2 separate regions of the Lactuca sativa genome follow, and region 2 is linked to region 1. The links are chromatin contacts, called in public Hi-C maps. All regions are on one chromosome and are shown on one strand. The core of a region is the stretch at or near the end of the contact, and the rest is flanking DNA. Distances in the headings are between cores, read along the strand shown.

Evidence for each region. Hi-C and Micro-C count contacts between places; a contact is called where the count stands out from the background.
Region 2: a Hi-C map of leaf shows a contact between it and region 1, with 5 times the contacts expected there. The contact joins the promoter of LOC111881080 here to the promoter of LOC111881102 in region 1. A contact is called at or near these places in 2 of 4 Hi-C or Micro-C datasets (leaf and seed).

The regions. Positions count from the first base shown.
Region 1 is chr1:83,808,505-83,814,656 of Lsat_Salinas_v11, reverse strand. LOC111881102 (probable histone H2B.1) reads left to right here and starts at 3,797. Exons shown (of 1, transcript XM_023877498.3): 1 at 3,797-4,476. The coding sequence starts at 3,868. The coding sequence ends at 4,314.
Region 2 is chr1:83,966,404-83,972,555 of Lsat_Salinas_v11, reverse strand. LOC111881080 (protein FAR1-RELATED SEQUENCE 4) reads left to right here and starts at 3,832. Exons shown (of 4, transcript XM_023877472.3): 1 at 3,832-3,988; 2 at 4,403-6,152. The coding sequence starts at 4,523. It overlaps LOC111881067, which reads right to left and starts at 2. Exons shown (of 6, transcript XM_023877456.3): 1 at 1-2.

The DNA of each region.
Region 1 (6,152 bases), core at 2,548-5,047:
ACCACAAATGGATTCGTCTTCGATTTCACCCGGACGCAAAACCCAACCCCAATACTTTTACTATCAACAAATACCAGAAAAAAAATTATATGATGCAACCTCTTAGCCAAAGGACATTTCAAATGTCTAGAATATTTTAAATATTACTGTTTGTGTAGCCGTTGGCAATGGCTAGAATATTTTAAATTTAATATGACAAATATGTTAAATTAAATATCTTTCTAATTATCTTTCTAATTATTTGAATTGATAACAAATGTTTTAAGCTATAGCACTTGTCACTATTTATTTGATATGGTAAGTAAATAAGTTCAAAAAACCATAGAAGGATATTTAATCTCTCTCTCTCTTTATATATATATATATATATATATATATATATATATATATATATATATATATATATATATATATATATATATATATATATAAAAACCGCAATAAATACACTAATATCTTTTACATTTTTCAGGCAATCCATTTTCAATTTATACAACATTTGAAACTTTTGCATTCCAAAAATAATCTAAACAACCATCAATTTACCGCTTGTAGTAAATCGTGTGCAAATGTTCGTTCGATTGAGTCATGGGTTTACATACCACAAATGGATTCCTCTTCGATTTCGCTCCGACGCAAAACTCAACCCCAACATTTTACTATCAACAAATACCATAAGAATTTTACATGATGCAACCTTTTATCCAAACGACATTTCAACCCCCGCCACCCTTCCTGAATACGTTCCCCTCACCGAAAGTCGAATTTGTTGTTTTTTAAGAATGTAATCGTTTCAATTAAATTAATGAAGTGTTTTTGTTTTTATTAGATTACATTTAATTCAACTAAAAACATAAAAATAAAATAAAAGTGTGGTAAAGTAGGGGTGTTCGTTTGGATGGATCAGTTCGATCCAATCCAATTAAGTAAATTCAAATTGATTTCAGTTTTCAAAATATGGATTCGAATTGTCGAAACTAAATTCAAATCCGATCCGATCCAATCCAAGTACAATTCAGTTTGATCGGTTTTTATTATTCGGTTTTCAAAAGGCATAACATTTTAAAACAATATATAATTATTGTATTATCCAATTTTTATAGAAAAAACAAAAACAAATCATTTAGATGTAATTTATAATTTATAAACAACTATTAAAATGGTATATTATAATTTAATATTTAATAGATAAAACACTTTTGAGAGAAAGTGCATATTAATTTTTTTTATTAGGTTTGAAAAAAAAAATTATAAAATTAATAAATAATTATAGATATATTAAAAATAAATAAATAATAAATTGTTATTCGGTTCTTATTTTTTAAACCAAAACCAATCCGAAATCAAAAATAATAATTCGGTTTTGGTGAAATCCAATCCAAAAATCCGAATATCCGAACCAAATAATTGAATCCAAATTATCCAATTAGATAATTCGGTTTTATCCAAATAATGAACAGTTCTATGGTAAAATGAGATCATTTGACACCCACAAGTTTTGCATGTGCTAAAAAATGATGTCACATTACAAAGGTGTGGTGTGTTTAGTATCATACGTACCAGCCAGGGTTTTTGGTTTATATATGTTATTATTAAGACATACATAATGTGTCATTTACATGTTTGAATATCGAACAAAGATTTTTTTCGAAGGAGGCTGATATGTTGCCCCATCAACTTTTAGCATGCAAACTAAGTACAACATCATGCTAATGAGTAGTAGTGTGCCTTAATATTTCACATTGTTTTTTATTATTTTGTTTAATTCTTTAACAGTTATGAATTTTGTTAAACAAATATTAATTATTTTAAATGAATATTTACTTTTTAAACAGTTATTTTTTCGTTAAAAGATATTAATTTTTAACAACTACTGAATTTTAAAAACACAAACATAATAATATTAAAATACTTGACCTACAATATAAATGACCTAAACTAAAATATAAAACACAACTTAATACTACACCTAAAACATAAATGACTTAAACCTAAACTTAATAAATAACTTCAAACATTCTTATCCTAGTTATTTTTTTTTGTCAAGATCCGCCTTCACATTTTCCACAATTTGACAACTCAACTCGACCAACTTACTATCGTATTGAATGAAGAGTAGTCCTTTAGATTTTTGTTTGATTTCATCCCTCTCCAATTTTTTTTCTCAATTTTGGTGTTCCGCATTGAAGTTGCTCGCTTGTGGCGTCAATATAACTAGAATAACTAACACATTTGAGCCTCTTTTCTACATTATCATGTCCCATAGGACGATCTGAGACTTCATATGGGTTCGCGTTGTTAAGGTTAGATCCGACATGGCCGTCAGATGATTGGCTGTGATTTTTCTAAATCGATTTGCTTTTTTTTTTTTGGTGAAATTATACCTGTAAATTCGTACACCGATTTAAGACAAAGCCATTTTGATTTTTTTTTGTGCATAACTATTCAAAAGACTCATTTTCAAAAAGGTTTATTGTGTCTTGCTTGGCAAATGCCACGAGCATTTGTAGTAATGTCCACTTCAATAACACCACTTTGCGTATTACATACGGTATTCGTATAAATGACATTAAACTTCGTTGTATTTTTGTTAGTCGTTGTCTACTTGGAATAAATTTGCTCATATGAGTGATACGTTTTTCCCATCCAATTACAAAAACTTTTCCAAACTCTTATCTTGAATGTTTTGCCATCTTGGTTATCGCCTCTCGTCGAATCTTCCGATATGTCAACCCATGTTTCAGCTAACATCTTATCTTTTATGGCAGTCCAACCTTAGCGTTGGATCCTTCCTTTTTCTTTTTGTTGTGACATGGGCTCCTCTTTCGATTCAGCTTGTGGAGTGGACCCGTCCAAAGAAAAATCGGTATCTTTTATTGATTAGGCATCATGGCTAGGTTTGGGAATTTTGTTGGGAAGCAAATTGGGTTCAATAACCGTCTCAAATGAGTTAAAGGTTGGTTCAATTCGGTTGGTGTTTTGGGCTTGGAAACTAGTTTAGGTTTGTAAAAGGTTTTGTTGTTGGAAGTTTTTTTTTATTATGGAATTGGTATGTATTGAGGATATTGATACATATTTGGAGCCATGTCTGTAAAATGGTAATTTTCAGGACAATAGAGTAGTTGATCGAACGAGGGTCTATTAGGTATCGATGATATAGGGTTTAGTGAAAGATTTGGTGATGTAGGGTTTAGTGAAAGATTTGATGAATGCATGTTGTCGAATTTTAAAGATTTTTTCTTCTTTCTTCTTGAGGGTGTGGTTTGTTTTGGAGAAGACATGGTAGAAAACACTATAACTCTTTCCCTTTAATAACATTATATTTTACCCCTTGATTTAATTTTAAATATTCATTAGTTATTTAAAGTTTATAAATAAAAAATATACAATATATAAATATATACTATAGTAATATGTGAATCGTTTATACGTGAGTGTGTTTATATTAAACTATGACGCATTTAAATAAAAATTAGTTAAACGAGAGAGTTTTATATAACATTTTAGATAGATAAGAATAAATTAGTTAAATTAATAAAAAGTTCATAATGATGTTTAATTTTAATTAAAAACAATATAATTAAATAGTAAGGTGACAATTTTTTTTTGAGCTATAATAAAAAAGACAAATTCAAACCAAATTGGTTTTTGAATTTTAGATCCATAAAAATAGAGGGGGAAAATTTGTAATTTACAACATTTCAATTTTCAAAGCACGATCCGGGACAACTAATATTGACCAATAAGATCACGCCTCTCAACCATATATAAATGCAAGCCTTCGTCTGTTCCTTTTCACAACCACAACAAGCCATCTCTCACTCACTGCAAAATCAGTCTCTCTTTAATTAAATTCAAATCCTTTTAATGGCGCCAAAGGCAGAGAAGAAGCCAGCTGAAAAGAAGCCGGTGGAAGAGAAGAAAGCCGCCGTCGCTGAAAAAGCCCCTGCCGAGAAAAAACCGAAGGCCGGGAAGAAGCTTCCCAAGGAAGCTGGCGCCGGTGCCACCGATAAGAAGAAGAAGAGAAGCAAGAAGAATGTGGAGACATACAAGATCTACATCTTTAAGGTGTTGAAGCAGGTTCATCCTGATATTGGGATCTCAAGCAAAGCCATGGGGATCATGAATTCCTTCATTAACGACATCTTCGAGAAGCTTGCTTCAGAATCATCGAAGCTTGCGAGGTACAACAAGAAGCCGACGATTACATCGAGGGAGATTCAGACGGCGGTGAGATTGGTTTTGCCAGGGGAGTTGGCAAAGCATGCTGTCTCGGAGGGGACGAAGGCTGTGACAAAATTTACCAGTTCTTAGATTTGGGGGTTTAGGGTTTATGTTGATGTTGATGTTGGTTTAGGCTTAGGGTTTCCAGATTGTAAAATCATTATCTTTCTCGATGAATAGGTATCAAATGAATTGGAGTTGATATTTTCTTGTGAATCATTGGAATTTAATTCAAGATTTATGTTTAAAGAACTGGTTTTCCATGTTGAATTTTTATTTATAATAATTAAAATAAACTTGTTATTTTCGAGAAAAATTAAAAATACATACTAATAAATCTACTGTATTGGTAGTAAATAAAGATGAAAGATGCCAGTAATAATTAAAAAAGTATGTGTTAGCTCTGTGTTTTGTTTATGTAAACAGTGTACTAAAATGATTAGTTTAAATATTCACTGCTTAATCAACAAATCAGAGTGGCGCAGCGGAAGCGTGGTGGGCCCATAACCCACAGGTCCCAGGATCGAAACCTGGCTCTGATACAGAGAAGGCTTCCATGTACTGCATTTTTATTTTTGTTCTGCTTCACACTAGATTATTGCACTTCGGTACCTGGACAGTTTCGATTAATCATTTTTAGTCCCTAACGCGAATATTTTAGTTATTTTGAACACTCTTCTTATTTCATAATAAACAACACAATTAAGTTAGAGATAATTTTATAAAAAAATTCATTAGTTTTCAAAGTGTTTTTTAATATCAATAAACTAGAATAAATAAAAACGTGAATTTGCTACATTTCCAATTAGGTAATCCATATTTAGAGAGCTCTAAGAAAAATACTTGACTTTTTAAAATTGATTGTTTAAAGTAATTTGAGCCAAACAACATACTATGTCGATGACTGCATCCATTTGTAATTTGTTAATATAAAGTGTCATTAGTCATTACTTATTGCTAGGTTCTTATATGTGGAGAATCTTATGTCATTACTCATTGCTAGGTTCTTACATGTGGAAAATCTTGACGGTCTTGCTCGAAACTTACACCATTTAGATTGGGAAATACAATATTTATGCATCTCTGACTAGATTTGCTCAGAATGATCGTTGAAAAGGTTCAATTCTCTTCTATTTCATTCCAACAAATGGGTGATATTTTGTTCATGGAGATAAATCAACCTCAAAATATGTTAAAGTGTGTGTTAAAAATTTAAAATGACTTATTTGAATGTTATTATTGGCTCAATGAAAGTAATCATTCGAGATATTCTTGTAATAATTTGTGTACGGACGTGGAGTGGTGTATACCACAAATAAAAGTACCGGATGAGGTTGGGGAGTCAGAATCTGAACACCCTTTATTTAACGACGAGAGAAACTTTAACGCTTCCATGGATGTTTTTATAGTAGCTCCAAACGTGTGGAATAGGATGCAAGGTAGACGGGTCTGAGAAATAGAGAACAAGGCTGGGATACAATTATACAAATATAACTTTGGTGATGGGGAATATATGATGACTTATGCTTCTCTTCTTGTGTGACTACAAAAAATACACGATTGATTGTTGATTAATCGAAGTTTGACTTCTTTTCTATGAAAAACGAGTCATTCAAACCCTTCAAGCGAAGTTCATAACATGTTCGGTTTGAACATATTATTCAATTTCCTTCACTCAATTACATTCACACTTTCCGCATAAACAAGGTGGACAGAAATTTATCAATTCTTCCGTGAGAGATTTCAATTTTGTGAAGTATACTCCAATGAAATCGTGATTTGATTCATATTAATATTTTACTTTCGAATTTAAAAAATTCAAAATACCCTAAAAAGCGCCACCTATACCGGGGTAGGGTATAACCTGGCTATGATTTTCCTACCTAATTCTGGTTTGTAGCTTGTAGCGACAACCGCTTATTAATATC
Region 2 (6,152 bases), core at 2,583-5,082, 160 kb before region 1:
CTTCAAATAAAATTATTTTATTACCAAATATTCATATTCTTGAATAAAAGTAATATATATTTATCATAGTATATTAATTATAATTGTAAAAAAATATATATTTTTTTTGAATAAAAAATATTTATAAAGTTAATTATTATAACACATTGCCTACGATTTTTAGTTGATATATAATGTTTGATTGGCTTGAGATAAATTATAGGTTATAATTGATCAAGTTTAATTAAATTAGTCAAACCGTAAATTTAAAGGTATAATCAAATCTGCAATAAAAAATAGCAATTCATAATTAAAAAGAAAAACAAATTGTAGCTAAAACAAAGATAGTTTGGTTTAATTATATTATATTTGAGATACCTATTTTTCAAATTAATATTTATTGTCTATTTATAACATAATAAAAATTGAGGGATCTAGTTGATTATTGATTCTGCAACATAACATTTAAATTGACATAGTTGGTAAGTTGGTAAATGGATCCCTTTATAGCACAGTCGATTCTAAAACATATCTTCAAATATAATTTTTTTTATTTAAGTACGTTATATTTTTATATAATATCCCCGATTCAAAACATTTTTAAAATTTTAAGATCACGATAAACATTTGTTTTACCCATAACTGATGTCATGACTCATGACAATTTTTGTCACATTTTTTTTTTTGGGTTTCGAATAGTTCGTTTTTGAAACTCATTCTAATCATACTTTATATCACGATTGTACTCATTTATATCCAAAATATAGAACTATATGTCTATACATTAAATTCCCTTTGTTTATATTATCAAAATAATTCATTGTCTTCTCCGTTAAACATCAACGTACACATATACTGTTACAATGTCATTTGGGTTTTATGGAATGGACTATAAACATCTACATAAATGATACATGGGCCGTAAATATAAAAATACAAACACACTAATAATCCCCAACATTTTTATCCGAAGAAGAGCCTCATACGTTCAACTCGACTCGGGTAGAAATCGTAGAATAGTGTCGTAGGTAGGCCTTTGGCGAAAATGTTGGCGTATTGATCGGAAGGCGGGGCGTGAAGGACACGAATCAAACAAAGAGCAACTTTGTCTCGGACAAAGTGAATATTAATCTCTATGTATTTAGAGCGTCGATGTTGCACCGGGTTGCATTAGTGAATCTATAATCTATATAGGTTGGGCACAAAAATTAAAAATATATCCATGTACATTTTCTTGGGTCAGTCAAATGGTTGATTACTTATTAATCTCTAATTAGTAATTACAATTTCTAGAAAAAGATACAAAAATCATTTTATTTGATATGGGGACAAAAGCCAAATAGAAGCCAGAGTTAGGGAAGATTTTGGAAATATTCCAAGAAATGGTCTACAATTAAAATTATGAGTAAAATGTAGGGACCATATTTAATGTTTTGTTAGGTGCTTGTTTCCGCCTAACACTATAACAAGACAATAAAAAGACTTTAATTTTCTTTTTTCAAATAACCAAATGGATACAACTTGAAGGGCTAATCAATAATTTTTTATGCAATTTATATATATAACATGTAGAATTTCCCCATTGAGGGCACCTACCCCCACACACATTTACCTGCATTGTCCCTGGGAGTTGAATGACATGTAAACTGCATTGATGTTGTAACAATATACTATAGTGACATTCAAGGGATGGAAACGAAGCCCGTGAAGGAGATTTCAAAACCGCGAAGTCTCACTAACCATGTCTGACACACCATGAGATAAGATTATCGCCAATAAAACACAATGACTAGAAGTGGAGCGTCCGTTGGTAGGGCGACCACCATAGTTAGCATCTGCTTAAACAATAAGATTTGATGTAGGAGACACATGAATCTGAATGTCGTGATCAATGGTATCACATATGTAATTTAGGATGTGCTTGAGATTGTGAAGGTAAAGCTCTTAGGGATCACACATGTATAGACAAATATGCTGAACAACAAAGGCCAGATCAAGACGAGTAAACGTAAAGTACCGGAGAGCCCCAACAAGACTATGAAACATGGACGAGTCAACAACTTCCATTGAAACCCTCGTAAGAAGTGAAGAAAAAAATATCAAATAAATATTTCATTTTGACCGTAAATTCTTTTATAGTAGATTAAGTGACTCAATGAGTAACATTCAAACCCCAACCAACTTATCAGCGAACCAATTTTTCATTTAATGTTATATGTTATATATGTTAGTATCAAGAATCGATAAACAATAACGGACACACAATAATAAGATGTGAAGAAAAAAGAACGCAAAGATTTAACATTATTTACACGATTAAGTAATCAACTAATCCACATACGAACTAGAGAATGTTTTTATTAGTGGTAAAAATACAATCATTATGCACATGCTTTATACTTAGGGTACAATTATACATGGAGATCTATTTATAAACGCATGCTAACCTAAAATCTGCTTAAAGGCCTAAAACTTAATAATCTAAAAACAAGCTTTCTAGTTAATGGAAATGCACCGCAAATTTTGTTATGAGCATCATAAACATTTTTCTGAGCACCATATACCTTGGAATGAAGTCAAAGGAAGGTCCAGACTCCATTCTAAGTCTCAGTATTGACAATGAGGTCAAAAGAAAGATCAGACTTCACAATCCAACAATATTGAGTGTTTACCAAAGCCTAAAAATGTGGTTTTCAGTAATCCAACCCACATCACCTCAACCTCAAGAGTCAAGAGAGTCGTGTAACCTACCTAAAAGAAGCTTAAGACCCATGAGGATAAAAAATAGTCCAAGTCTGCAAGGTGCTACACCTTAAATGAGTGACCCTACAACTAGGAGCACCCATATACTCCAAGAGTTGGACTCGAGTCCATTATCCGTTTCATGTAGTTTACCAAAACACCGAATTTGTCATCTCATAACCAAATTAGATGTGCCTTGGAGGCTATATTTGAGTAGTTGGGATTGTCTTAGGTGGTCATGGTTGTTTGTACTAATGTGGATGTAAAACAAACTGGATCTTGTATTTTTACATGCCTTAATACATTGTTAATATTGTATCAATAATTCGATGGCAAAAAAATAACTTCTTATCAAGTTACAACAGAAAGCATAATAGACATATTGTTTTAGTCTTGTATTCATATTATATATAATATGTTATTATTTTTAATGAATTTTTAACTGTTAAAACTTGTCAAGAACATTTAAAGAAGATGTTTAACATGATTTTACAATTTGCATCGGGTAAAGTTAGGGGTGGCAGATCGGATAGTCCTTTCGTATTTTTAGCTGACGAAACACAAAACGACAACTTTTATAAAACACGAACACGACATAACAATGATGTCGTGTTTGCTTTACTAACATGACAACGATCCATTTTAAACACGATAAAAACGACCAACATGACAAACACGAAAAAGATGAAATAAAATAAACTTTTAATTTCTTTTGTTCAACATTAATCTTACAAAGCACAAAAAAATAAGAAAAACACATATTAATATAATGTCAATTTTCTGTCAAATCTGATACAAACACGATACGACACAACATAATATTTTTTACACTTGACAGAAACATTAAATAAACAATAATTCGAATTTCAATTTCGTCTTAATTTCGTTGTGTGTCAAATATTTTTATCATGTAATTGATTGTCACCTACTTAAAATATGAAAAATACGAGGACCAATATATAATTTGAACAAAGTTAGGGGGTTTTGGATTTTTTTTTTCTAATTTGGAATGCAACATTATTTTAATTCCGAATCTACCCTTAAATCAAAGAATAACACGTGTCACCTCTACATCACGAGTGCACTTTAAAGCAAATACAAATGCGAGTACGGAAGCCGATCAAAATGTAACCAAGTTCTTTTAAAACCTTCTTCTTCATCCTCCCCCAAATTCCCAGAGAAACCCTAAAAATATCGAAACTGCGAATACATTGGCAATCTTGTGATCTCAATCGAAATTACTGCTACCTTCATCTCCATATCCTAGGTAGCTCTTCAATCTCTCGTGATTTATCTGCAATTTTGGTGAAATCTTCCTCGTCTCATATATTTCCCGGTATTTGATCTGAATTTCCATTTTCACTTATGAAATTTCGTTGCTTGATGCTATAATAACCTAAATATTCGTATATGCAGTTCAACGTTTTAATGCAACGCACACTTACATTTACATGCCAGATTCTCGATTCATGAATTGTACCTTTACTGATAGTTTTTACATATTTACTTTGAACATCTTAGCTAATTTCGGTCTGGGTTTTGAACTTAAGTTATGACGAAAAACTTGTGTTAAATTCCATCACAGTTCATATGAACTATGTTCTTTCTTTTGCTTAATTAGGAAATGTAATAATTATAAATTCTTCACCATTGATTTAACTTTTTGTCTTTCAATCTCCAGGCTATCTTCTGGATCAACAAGACACATACTTATGTATCCCTGAATATGGTAGACCAAATGTGAACATGTATTGTGGTTGAATTTTGAATTATTCAACATCTTCCATTCACCACTGCAAATATGGATATTAATACTGTTTCAGAGAGTATTAAATCAGAACCTCAAGAAACAATGGAATTCGATTCAAACGAAGCAGCATACGAATTCTACAAAGAATACGCGAAATCTGTTGGATTTGGAACTGCTAAACTGAGTAGTCGTCGTTCAAGAGCATCAAAAGAGTTCATTGATGCTAAATTCTCATGCATAAGATACGGAAACAAACAGCAATCTGATGATGCAATCAATCCAAGACCTTCACCTAAAATAGGTTGTAAAGCAAGTATGCATGTCAAAAGAAGACAAAATGGAAAATGGTACATTCATAGTTTCATAAAAGACCATAACCATGAGCTTTTACCTTCTCAATCACATTTCTTCCGAAGCCATAGAAACTCTGATCCTCTCAAGAACGACACCAAGGTACGTAGAAAGACGATATTATCCTCCATGTCAAAACAATATAACATATATCAATCAACTGGTTTGGAGAGTTATCTTAGAAATCAAGATGACAGGGGTAGGAGTTTGACATTAGAAGAAGGTGATGCTCAAATACTTCTTGAATCATTTGTCACAATGCAAGAAGAGAATCCAAAATTCTTTTATGCTGTTGATTTAAACGAAGAACATCAACTCAGAAACGTATTTTGGGTTGATGCAAAAGGCATGGATGATTACACAAACTTTAGTGATGTGGTTTCTTTTGACACGACTTATTTTTACAACAAATATAAAATCCCATTGGTTCTTTTTATCGGTGTCAACCAACATTGTCAACCTACATTACTTGGATGTGGATTGATTGCAGATGAAACATTATTCACATTCATTTGGTTATTTCAAACATGGTATTTAGCAATGGGAAGTAAGTCTCCAAATGTAATAGTCACTGATCAAAGCAATTCTCTAGAAGCAGCCATTGTAGCAGTTTTCCCAGACACCCGACATTGTTACAATCTATGGAATGTTCTAGAAAAAGTTTCAAGGCAACTTGATTATTTAAACCCATGGCATGACACTTTCATGGCAAAATTTAGTAAATGCATACAAAAATCATGGACTGAAGAAAAGTTTGATAAAAGATGGGGTAAATTAGTTAACAAATTCAATCTTAATGATGACACATGGTTTCAATCTTTATACCAAGATCGCAAACTGTGGGCCCCAACTTTTATAAAAAACATTTCTTTCGCTGGTTTGTCTACATTTTCTCGATCCGAGAGTCCGAATTCCTTCTTTGACAAATACATTCATCCAGAAACTTCTTTGAAAGAGTTTCTAGAACAATACAAAGTGATAATGGAAGATATACACGAAGAACAAGCGAAAGCAGATTTCGACACGTGGCATGATACACCCGAGTTGAAATCCCCATCACCCTTTGAAAAACAGTTATCTTTCGTATACACTCATGAGATCTTCAAGAAGTTTCAAGATGAAGTGTTGGGAGCAGCTGCGTGTCATTTAAAGATAGAAAAAGAAGAAGGGAATTGTGTGACTTATGTAGTCAAAGACTTTGAAACAAGTCAAGATTACATGGTGGAATGGAATGAGACACAATTGGATATTAATTGTTCTTGTAGGACATTTGAGTTTAAAGGGTTTTTATGTAGACATGCAGTTGTTGTTCTTCAAATGTCTGGTGTCT